Regions from separate parts of the Mus musculus genome. Here region 1 is linked to region 2. A link is a contact called in public HiChIP or PLAC-seq data. All regions are on one chromosome and are shown on one strand. The core of a region is the stretch at or near the end of the contact, and the rest is flanking DNA. Distances in the headings are between cores, read along the strand shown. Region 1 holds the start of Retreg2 (reticulophagy regulator family member 2). Region 2 holds the start of Cxcr1 (chemokine (C-X-C motif) receptor 1).

Region 1 (5,034 bases), core at 2,356-4,855, 950 kb after region 2:
AAGCCGAGTAGCAGTGGTGCACACCTTTAATCCCAGCACTTGAGAGGATCTCTGAATTCAAGGCCAGCCTAGTTTACAGAGAGAGTTTTAGGACAGTCAGGGCTACACAGTAGAGAAACCCTGTCTGGAAAACAAAACAAAGGCAGATGAGAGAAGACTCACTCACCATGGCACTCAGGAAGCTCCTTTCCAAGGCATTGAGGGTGGCCACGGCGACTCCCCCAGCTGCCCCCCATTCGTCATTGAAGACCTCCTCTTCCTCCCCTTCATCATAAAGGTATTTACTGGCCACCATCTGCAGAGAAGCAGGAATTAGCATCAGCTGAGTTCATACCTGGTGCCTGGCTCACCGAGAAGATAAAGGGAGCAAGTACTTACCATGGAGATCAGAAACAAATCAGAAGACGACACGTGCTGCAGATAATCTGGGTTTCGGTGCCGGAGCCGCTCAATGTACACCAGAGCTAGCATCATAGCACAAGGGGAGATACAAGCCTCTCTGGGAGGTAGAAAGGATTGGTAATTAAACCCAAGAGTCCTTCAGTTCTTCAGACTCTCAAGATTCTCATCACACTTTCTCTTAGAGACAATAACATCCCACAAGCCCAGTCTCATTCTATCCCCTTGATCCCAGGCTCACCGGGACACATGGGCTACATATTTTTTCTGGAGTCGGCGAATAGGACTGGGTGCTGCCTTCTGAAGAAGTTCCACAGTAATGTCTGCAAGGAGATAGAGGAGCAGAATAAGCAACTGCAACACATACTGTAGTCCCCACTACTGTCAGGGAAGACCTAGGTGTGAGGCCCTGAGGACAGGACTGTCAAAAAAAACTAGAAATCAAATTCTGCTAAGACAGGAGGGAAGGCATGATGAAACACACCTGTAATCCCAAAACTCAAGACATAAGGCAGGGGGATTACTACAAGGTGGAGGCCATCCAGACCTCTACAGTGAGTTCCAGGCTTCTGGGATCTACACAGTAAGACACTGTCTCAACCCTTCAGGCCTCGATTTCCCCACTATACCTCACCCCCAAATTCTAAGTGGATGAAAGCCCACTCTAAGGTTGGTCCTCAACTTTTTCTAGCAGAAAGGCTTCTTTTTCTTTTTAAAGATTTATTTATTTTATTTATATGAGCACACTGTAGCTGTCTTCAGACACACCACAGGAGGGCATCCGATCCCACTACATGTGGTTGCTGAGACTTGAACTCAGGACCTCTGAAAGAGCAATCAGTGCTCTTAACTGCTGAGCCATCTCTCCAGCCCAACACTTGTTTTTCTATTAAGTTACTCATGTTTCTCTTTCCCCAATGTTTATTTGAGAAGTATGCCTTATTTACTTGAGAAACATGTAACATGTATACTTAGAAAACTAAATTTCTGCCCTATAAATCACAAGAGGCAGCAGAACTTGGGCTATAGCTCTGTGGTAGAATGCCTGCAGAGCATACACAAAGCCCTAAAAATAAGTGACTGCAATTTATGAGCTGTTTTTACTCATGTGGGCTAAAAGAATTTGAAACATGGCCTGCATTGTCAAACCAAGTACCAACCAAGCTAGTTATAATGAGACACAGTGCAGCTCAGAGGGCAAACCTCCAGGCATTTGGGTGACTATGACAACCCAGTCCTCCAAGTTTCCACTTGCTCAGTCACACACACACACCACCACCACCACCACCACCACCACCACCACCATCACCAGTCTAACCTGCCACAGGGCTGGAGAGCTCCTCCAGGCTGCAGTCTGTCTCCAAGTCCCAGCCATAATAGAGTCTCCTTCGGATTCGAGCACTTAGCTTTTGGTGTCCTGGAAGGACCTGAAACAGGGCCAGGAGTAGTGGAGGGTGAAGGGCAGGGAAGGTTTGGTGGAAATCCTGGGTACTGACCCGGGCCTATACTCTACCCAGCCCAGAGTTCCCAAGATCATTTGTTAATGGCAGCCTAGTCTTGTCCACAGTGGGAGAAAGACAATAAGCCCGCTTCTGACATCACTGAGGGCTCCCAATAGAAGACTAGACAACTAGAAACCAGATGGGACCCCAGTCTAATCACTAGCAGTTCCCCTCTTATAACCTGAGGCTTTGCCTTCAGGCCCAAGTGGCATTGCTCTCAACAATAGCCCACTCCAGGGCATAACAAGTAAGAGAGCTCCCATTCCGCTCGGGTCTGGAGGAGAACGCCTGGGAGTTCTGACTCCCAGAGGCAGAGAACAGGCGGACCTCTCACCATGAAGTCTTGGAAACCGGTGAGGGAGAAGGCGCCTTCTTCGTCCAGCAGGAGCCCAGTCAGGTCCATCGCACTGTCAGCCGCCACCCTGCGAAGGTGGAGGGAAAGGGAAGGAATCGTAAGTGACCCCAGAGCCGTGCTCACCCGTTGGCCCACCTCTCCCGAAAGGGCCACCGCCCGACTGCGCGCAGCCTCCTCCCTTCTCGCAGGCGGCCGTGGGACGCCTCTTCCTGTTCCGCGTGCGACTGGGCCTCCCGGCGCCCGACGACAGGCGCGGCGCTCACCAGGCGAACCAGGAGGTACGAGGGCCAGCAGTGTTCTCAGCCCGTGCCGCGTTCGCTAGGCGTTTATAAGCTGCGGGAGTGAGTGTCACCGACGAGTCTGCGCGCCCGGCAGGAAGTGCCTCCTGCCTTGCCCAACCTGAGAGCTCCGGGTCTCCGGAGCTATGAGCACCGGGGGCAATTGTAATACGGTTCCCAGGGGACCGCGACACACCAAGGGTGAACGCGCTGACCAGGCTTTGTAGTCGTGGTACAGATAGTAACGAGCCTAACACAAAGGCAACGCGGCGAGTTGTTTCCTGGGTTTTAGGGAAGACGCACTCAATCAGCAATGCCCAGGAAAGATGAACAAGAAACTTACCGTAGGTGGGAGAACTGTGAACAAGGTGGGAGGGAATCTGTTGAATCTTTATGCCCCTTAGAAGTTTGAAACTGTAACACTCGAATACATACTGTATTCTGTATGGTTACTCCAGCAATTAAATGATCTCAAAAGATATAAAGCCTCAATGTACGATGTTAAACAGGTCTCCCCAAAGCAAACAGCGCCTGGATGTTTTATTTCCAAACACTCCTTCCACACAATTTGCGGCTGAGAGATTTTGGGAAGAGAGAGGGCCGACGCTCCAAGAAGGAAGAAACAACTTTTCGAAGTTGGTGAAGCTGCTTTGAAGTCATTAAAGTCACGCGCTGGTGTTTGTTTATCCGCTGAGGGGAGGGGACTGGAGGCGAAGAGGGTTGAGTAATGGGGATGGCACCGCCCTTCCCGATCCCAAGCAGATTGTAGTCAAGATCCTGGGGGCCTGAAAGCCCACTCACTGCCTCTGGGCAGTGCCTCACGCGACAAAGAGGTCTCCAGCCGCCCTGTAAACACCGGGAGAAGACCTCAGGCCTCGCAGCCTCAACGCCCGCCCCGGATCACCCCTCCAGCACCCTGGAAGCACACCTTCGTGGGTGCAGGATCACGACAGCGGCCAACGCGCACGCGCGGGCGTCCCATCCGGGCTGTTAGGGCACGTCACGTGGCATCGCGCTTCATCACGTGACGCTTGACCGCAGGTTTTTTTGCTCGCCCGTGCGTGCGCCCCCTTCCGTCTGACGCGCCCCCGGCGGCGGCCGCGCAGCCCTGGCTCCTCGCGGGCTCGGGCAGCGGCTGCGGCGCGGTGATGGCGAGCAGCGGTGGCGGTAACACCGGCGCGGGTGGCACCTCGGGGCTGGGCCTGGGCCTGGGGCTGAGCCTCGGCATGGGTGAGGCCACTGGCGACGCGGAGGAGGAGGCGGCCGCAGCCGAGGCAGTGGGACGTTTAGCTACGTCCCTGTGGCTGCGGCTCCGCGGCTGGGAGGCGGTGCTGGCGGCCGCACAGCGACTGCTGGTTTGGGAGAAGCCGCTGCACAGCCTGGTCACGGCGGCCACACTCAACGGCCTCTTCTGGTAACGGCCACGGAGGAGGGGGCGGGGCCGGGCTGCGCGGGAGAGCGGGGGCGGGAGGACCGGGTGCTCCCTCCCTTGGAGGGCTGTCAGCGTCTGGGGCGGTGATCCTGCACCAGGTGGCCCCATTTTTTAGTCTCTTAGTGACTGGGTGAGGCTTAGAGGGCCATCTCCCCATCCATGGGTCTTTCTGTGATTTTCGATGGATTTGGGAGCCTCAACTGAGATGCCTGTCTCCCTAAGGTTGTTGTCTTCGTCGTCCCTCCGGCCCTTCTTCCTGCTCAGCATCTCACTTTTGACCTATTTTCTACTGGATCTCTGGCATCCTCGCTTTCTCCCTGACGTTTCAGGTGAGTTTCTTCATTCCACATGCACTGTATGCACCTGCTCCGTGCATCACCCTGCTACTTGAGGGGAGGCACAGGAAGGCCATTTATCTCCTAAGGCATCCTGTATGCCCTTCCATCGTTTTTTTTTTTTTTTTTTTTTTTTTTAAGAAAATTGCCTGAAATGAGAATTGTTTCTTTTCCAAAATTAATGTTCTTGTGAGTTTAGTAGTCAAAACTATATAGCATTTAAAGCTGGGTTCAGAAACAGCATATCGTACACCTTGTAGTTGGTGGGTAAAGGGAATGCTCTGGACTTCACATAGTGGTTCAGGCCTGGAAGCGAGAGACAGAGGGATTACTGAAAAATTGAGACCAAGAATGTTAAAGAGAGGCAGCTCTTTCTGACTTTGGATCTGTCTCTAAGTGCTTCTTGTATTCTTAACTTACCCCACACCCTTTTCTCCATAGCACCACCCCCTGAAGAACCACACTCTGACAGGTGAGTATAGGCCACCTTTTAAAGAAGATGCCCAAATGTGGTCTGCTTGCTGTGCTCAGCTCAAAGAGGAGCAGGGCTGTGGCTTGTGCAGGCATAGGCCCAGTGTAATGAAGGGACTTACAGCAAGCAAAAGTATGCCTGGCTCTAGGCTTCTTTGTATGCAAACGCTGTGTTCCTTCTCCCGTGGAGGTAGAGGGTTGAGTACCCTGGGAATTTACATCCCAGGATGAGGATGCCTTCCTTTGGGGGAGGTGGGGCCTC
Region 2 (5,204 bases), core at 2,068-4,567:
CAGATACAGCAACATAAATAAGTACACTTACCATACACACATACTCATACTACACATACACTCACACACACCACACACACACATATACCATGCATACATACATATACACACACAAAACACATACACCATACATGCATACATGCATACATATACATATATACACACACACATACACATACACACACAGCACACACACACATATACCACACATACATATATACACACACACATATACACTACACATACACTGACACACACCACACACACATATACCACGCATACATACATATACACACACAAAACACACACACACACCATATATACATACATACATACATACATACATACACCATACATACACACACACACACACACATATACCACACATACACACATACACACAACACACGCACACACTCACACAGCACATTGGCACAATAGTTATCCTTCTCTTTGAGGGCAAGCGATCACTTTCCGGTAATTCTCAGAGGTTTAATAAATAGCGGTGAGAGACGTATGAAAGGCAACACGGCGGTGTGTCAAAACCTCCTTGCGAACCAGGCCATGGTTAGCAAGGATCTTGAGGAATTCATGGCGAAAATTTTGGCCAACGAAGGCATAGATGATAGGGTTAAGACAACTATGAGAAAAGCCCAGGATCTCAGTAATATACAGGGCCTGGTCAATGTCATTGCGGCGTTCGCAAGTATCTTCAATCAAGTGGGCTCCTAAGAGAGTGTCTGAGAGCAGAACCAGATTGTAGGGCAGACAACAGAGCAAGAAGACCAACACAACAGCAAAGATCACCCCCATGGCCCGGTGTTTCTGCCTCATGTGGGTCTTAAAGAGCATGCGCAGTGTGAGCCCGTAGCAGACCAGCATAGTGAGCAGCGGCAGGAGGAAGCCAAATATGTGGGACAGACCCCGCAAGGTCATCCGAAAATCTGTTGTGGCTTCACCCAGGACTTCATAGCAGACTGTACCAGAACGGAATGGTTTATATGCCTGGCGGAAGATAGCAAAAGGCAGAGACAGAATCAAAGATAGACCCCAGATGCCCACGCACACGAATTTAACCAAGTAGCGCTTTCGGGCCAGCGTACGGGTGGCATGGACGATGGCCAGGTATCGGTCCACACTGATGCAGGCCAGCAGCAGGATACCACTGAAGAAGTTGAATTCCTTCAGGAGTGAGACCATCTTGCACAGGGGTGTGCCAAAAATCCAGCCCTTCAATTTGGAGACAGCCAAGAAGGGCAGGGTCAATGAAAAGAGTAGGTCGGCGATGGCTAGGTTCAGCACGTAGACATCCATGACGGATCGGGTCCTTCGCCTGTATAAGATAACCAGCATCACCAGCGAGTTTCCCAGCAAGCTCAGAAGGGACACCAGTGCATAAAAGACAACTAAAGCCTGCCTGTTGGTTATTGGAACTCTCTTACAGGGGATGAAATAATCTCCAGTGGGCAGCATTCCCGTGATATTTCCAAATTCTTTCTCAAAGTCACCCTCAGGATTAGTCCAGATGAAATATTCAGCCTCGGCCATTGTTTGATCTAGGTGAAAGGTAAGAAAGAGAGATAAGATTTAGTAACCAAATTCAAGTGTTGTGAGTGTTGAGGGGGTAGTATTGGCTTCTCTGTTGCCTTGACAACCAAAGTTCACCCCCTTTGCCTTCAACTTGAACTTTGGTAGGTTAGCTTCCTAATGCTGTCAAAGTCCTTGGACAGTCAGTCTGAGTATAGAATAAAACCCATGGGAGATACCTTTGCCTTCAGTTGGCTCTACAGTTCTCAACTCTATGCCCAGCTCTTCCTTGTCTCCTCTTAACCATCTTTGTCCTCAGCCACGCCCCTGGGTTCAGATACAGTCACCAGGTTGTTCTTACACTCAGGGAAGAGCCAGCACACAGCAAACGGAAGGAGGCAAGGTGTATCTGGGCGTCCCCTCCAACCTTATGTCTTATATATGCCCCCTCATTATTGTTTGCAATTTTTGTAAAGACATATTATTTTTCATTGCTTTTATTTATGTATAAGTGCATATGAACTTGTCTGTGTGTCTATATGTAGAGGTCAGAAGAAGGCATCTGATCCCTTGGAACTGGAGCTACCAGGAGTAGCGAGCTGCCCAAAGTGGGTCCTAGGAACCAAATCCTCAGGAGCACTCCATGCTCCTAACCACTGAGCTATCTCCCCAGCCCCTTGTTTGCCTTTCTTAAAACCTACCTGGAGAAAGAGGTGATAACTTCAGATTACATTACACTGTACTCTGCGCCTTGTCTTCTGATGAGATTGTCTCCAGCTTTCACAGTTGTAAACATCGCGTCAAAAGCACACAGAAGAGGCCAAAGCAATGATTCAGTGAGGTGCCTGCGTGCTGCCAAGCCGAAAACCTGAACTTGATCCCCAGAGCCCACATGGTAGAAGGAAAGAACTACCTCATGTAGGTTATTCTCTGGCCTCCACACCTAAGCTCACACACACATTAAGCGTGAAATAGAAAAATTTTAAATGCATGTCAAGGGTTGGTGAGATACCTCGGCAGAGCTTGTCACACAAGCCTGACACCTTGAGTTTGCTCCCAGAATCTATGATGGAAGAAGGAAACCAGCTCCTTAAAATTGTCCTCTAGCCTCTGGCCTCTGTATATAGTCCTGCACACTTGCACACACACACACACACACACACACACACACACACACACACTTGAGACATGAGAACACGTGTGCACCTCTACCCAACACCAGGGCTCTGTAATCTGGAAGTATTTAGAAGTTAACTGAGTTTAAGATGAGGATACAGTTACCTAATGCCCACTCTCAATGGCTACCTTACCTGGGGCCTTTAATCCCCAAAGATTTCCACTTATCAACTGCAGATTGTGGGAAGATAGGGAGCTCTCCCAGCTTCCAGGCCTTGGATTCTATGGCAAGGGCAACCACATCCCTACCCCTTGGGATGCTCTCTCAGTGCCAGAGTTTGCATCTTCACAGAAGATGAAGGTTAGAGAGAAGCAATCAACACTGAGCCAGGAAACTGTTCACTGCAGCCACATAACAGGAAAGCAATAAAAAGCAATGGCTGAGGGGAGGGGGGCTGTGACCGTAAGCACCTAGGAAGTCAGAGTTGCGTACCTAGACACAGTGAGGGGACAAGAAACCATTTATCAGAAATCCCTTAGTCCCACAGAAACCAGTGTGTTTTCTAAAATAAAGTTGGACCAAGCCTTCCTACCCCAACATGTGGACTGACACACAGCTGACACAGGCGTCCTACCTGAGGCACCAGCTGGGTCCGTTCCTTGTGTGCGGGAGGAGCCTGCAGCTCAGGAAACAGAATGATCAAACAACCGAAGGGACTGGATGAATAAAAGAAAGAGGGAGAAACCACACCTCCCCCTAGAGCCCCGCCCACATCTGCATTTGGGTACAGATGAAGTCATGGGGCCCGGCAGTATCAGAGATTCTGAGTTCCGTAGGCTTAGCAGGGTGACCCTGCAGTTAAGGGTGTTCTCTCTAACTCCTTCCCTCCATAGATGATCACTTCTACCATCTTCAGTTTCTTGAATTTACCTGCACGTGCCACCCCTAAGTTTCCTAATAGATTACCTTGAGAAGTTTCTAACTTCCCAAGGGGAATAAGAAAGGGGGCAGTACAGACTTCCTATAACAGAAGTTTCAGAAGTCCACGGTGGGAAAGACTTAGGGAGTCTAAAGGAGAACTTAGCGGAAAGCTGGTGGTAGGGTCTACACTTAAGCTGTGTTTGGACAGCACGCAGACATTTATGTTGGTGCTGGAATAGAACCCAGGACCCAGTGCATGCTGGGACAAGTATCCTACCGCTGAGCTACACCTGCAACCCCAATGCTTGCTGTTTTGTTTTGTTTTGTTTTGTTTTGTTTTGAGACAGAGTCTCTCATAGCCCATGCTGACCTTAAGTCCATAAACCTTCATCTCTCTCCCAAATATTGGCATTACAAGTATACACCACTATGCCCAGCTATAAGCACGCCATTTTCACTTATATTTATAGGCATCTTTAGGGTCATGTGGTAGAGATTTTGGAAGGAAAACCTTTCCTTTACACTCTCTTTTACTTCCAATTATTGCTTGGTTACAGTAGAGCTGAGGTTTGGGGCATGGCCACTCCTTCCCTGAAGTCTATCAGAAGATCATGAGGGCTGGGAAAACAGTGAAAGACCATCTGGGGGTGATGCCATTACTGCTCCCCATTTGGTACTGAAGGACAGCTTCTTTAGGAAGCTGCCTGAGAAGTCCCTGAGCAACTCACAGCTGACCCCTGACTTTATTCCTAGGGTTCAGTGGACTGGTTAGTTTGAACTATCAACTAAACACAACCTAGAGTCATCTGAGAAGGGAATCCCAATTGAGGGATTTCTCAGATCAGACAGGCCTGTGGGCATATCTGTGGAAGATTGTCTTGATCTCTAATTGATGTAGGAGGGCCCAGCCCACTGTGGGAGGCACCATCCCCAAGCAGGTGGCCCTGGTCTGTATAAGAAAACTTGGTAGGGATGGAAAAATGGCTGACTGGGTTAAGAGCACAGACTGTGGGCTGGAGAGATGGCTCGGCAGTTAAGAGCACTGACTGTTCTTCCAATTCCCAGTTCAATTCCCAGCAACCAGATGATGGCTCACAGCCATCTGTAATGGGATCCGATGTCCTCTTCTGGTGTGTCTGAAGACAGCGACAGTGTGCTCATAAACATTATACAAACAAATAAAAGAACATGGCCTGCTCTTCTGGAGGACTCAAGGTTGGTCCCCAACATCCACATGGTAGCTTCAAAAGGTCTGTAGCTCCAGTCTCAGGGGAAATCTGATGCCCTCTGCTGGCTTCTGAGGGCAGCACATGCACACGGTGCTCAGATGTCCGTGCAGGCACAACACCCACGTACACAAAATTGCCTATTCTATGCATGTCAAGATGAACTTTTCCTGCAAGTGGTTTACAAAGAATTGCGTTTAAAATTTAACATTTTCACGCTTATTGCCTGTTATAATTTTATGCTTATAATTCCCACGGTAAAAATGCCCTCTATTATCTTGTGTACATTTCAATACCATAATCCTTCTTTTCCAAATAAAAATGAAACCTTCAGTTTCAGAAACTAAAGAATGTTTAATGAAAGCCAGCCAGCCACGGCCCTGTGAGTGAGCCAACAAGAAGTGTTCCTCTGT

Evidence for each region. HiChIP or PLAC-seq counts read pairs in DNA pulled down with a chosen protein or histone mark.
Region 1: an H3K27ac HiChIP or PLAC-seq map of stem cell-derived neural progenitor cells shows a contact between it and region 2, with 3 times the contacts expected there. The contact joins the promoter of Retreg2 here to the promoter of Cxcr1 in region 2. A contact is called at or near these places in 1 of 115 datasets of contacts at active chromatin or transcription factors (stem cell-derived neural progenitor cells) and 1 of 9 other capture datasets (pancreatic islet).

Annotation. Positions count from the first base shown.
Region 1 is chr1:75,139,181-75,144,214 of GRCm38.p6, forward strand. It overlaps Retreg2 (reticulophagy regulator family member 2), which reads left to right and starts at 3,606. Exons shown (of 9, transcript NM_170755.2): 1 at 3,606-3,948; 2 at 4,189-4,295; 3 at 4,743-4,773. The coding sequence starts at 3,683. It overlaps Cnppd1 (cyclin Pas1/PHO80 domain containing 1), which reads right to left and starts at 3,531. Exons shown (of 10, transcript NM_026977.3): 1 at 3,463-3,531; 2 at 2,878-3,380; 3 at 2,236-2,323; 4 at 1,718-1,826; 5 at 641-722; 6 at 379-499; 7 at 167-295. The coding sequence starts at 2,304.
Region 2 is chr1:74,191,314-74,196,517 of GRCm38.p6, forward strand. It overlaps Cxcr1 (chemokine (C-X-C motif) receptor 1), which reads right to left and starts at 3,318. Exons shown (of 2, transcript NM_178241.4): 1 at 3,279-3,318; 2 at 472-1,556. The coding sequence starts at 1,548. The coding sequence ends at 493.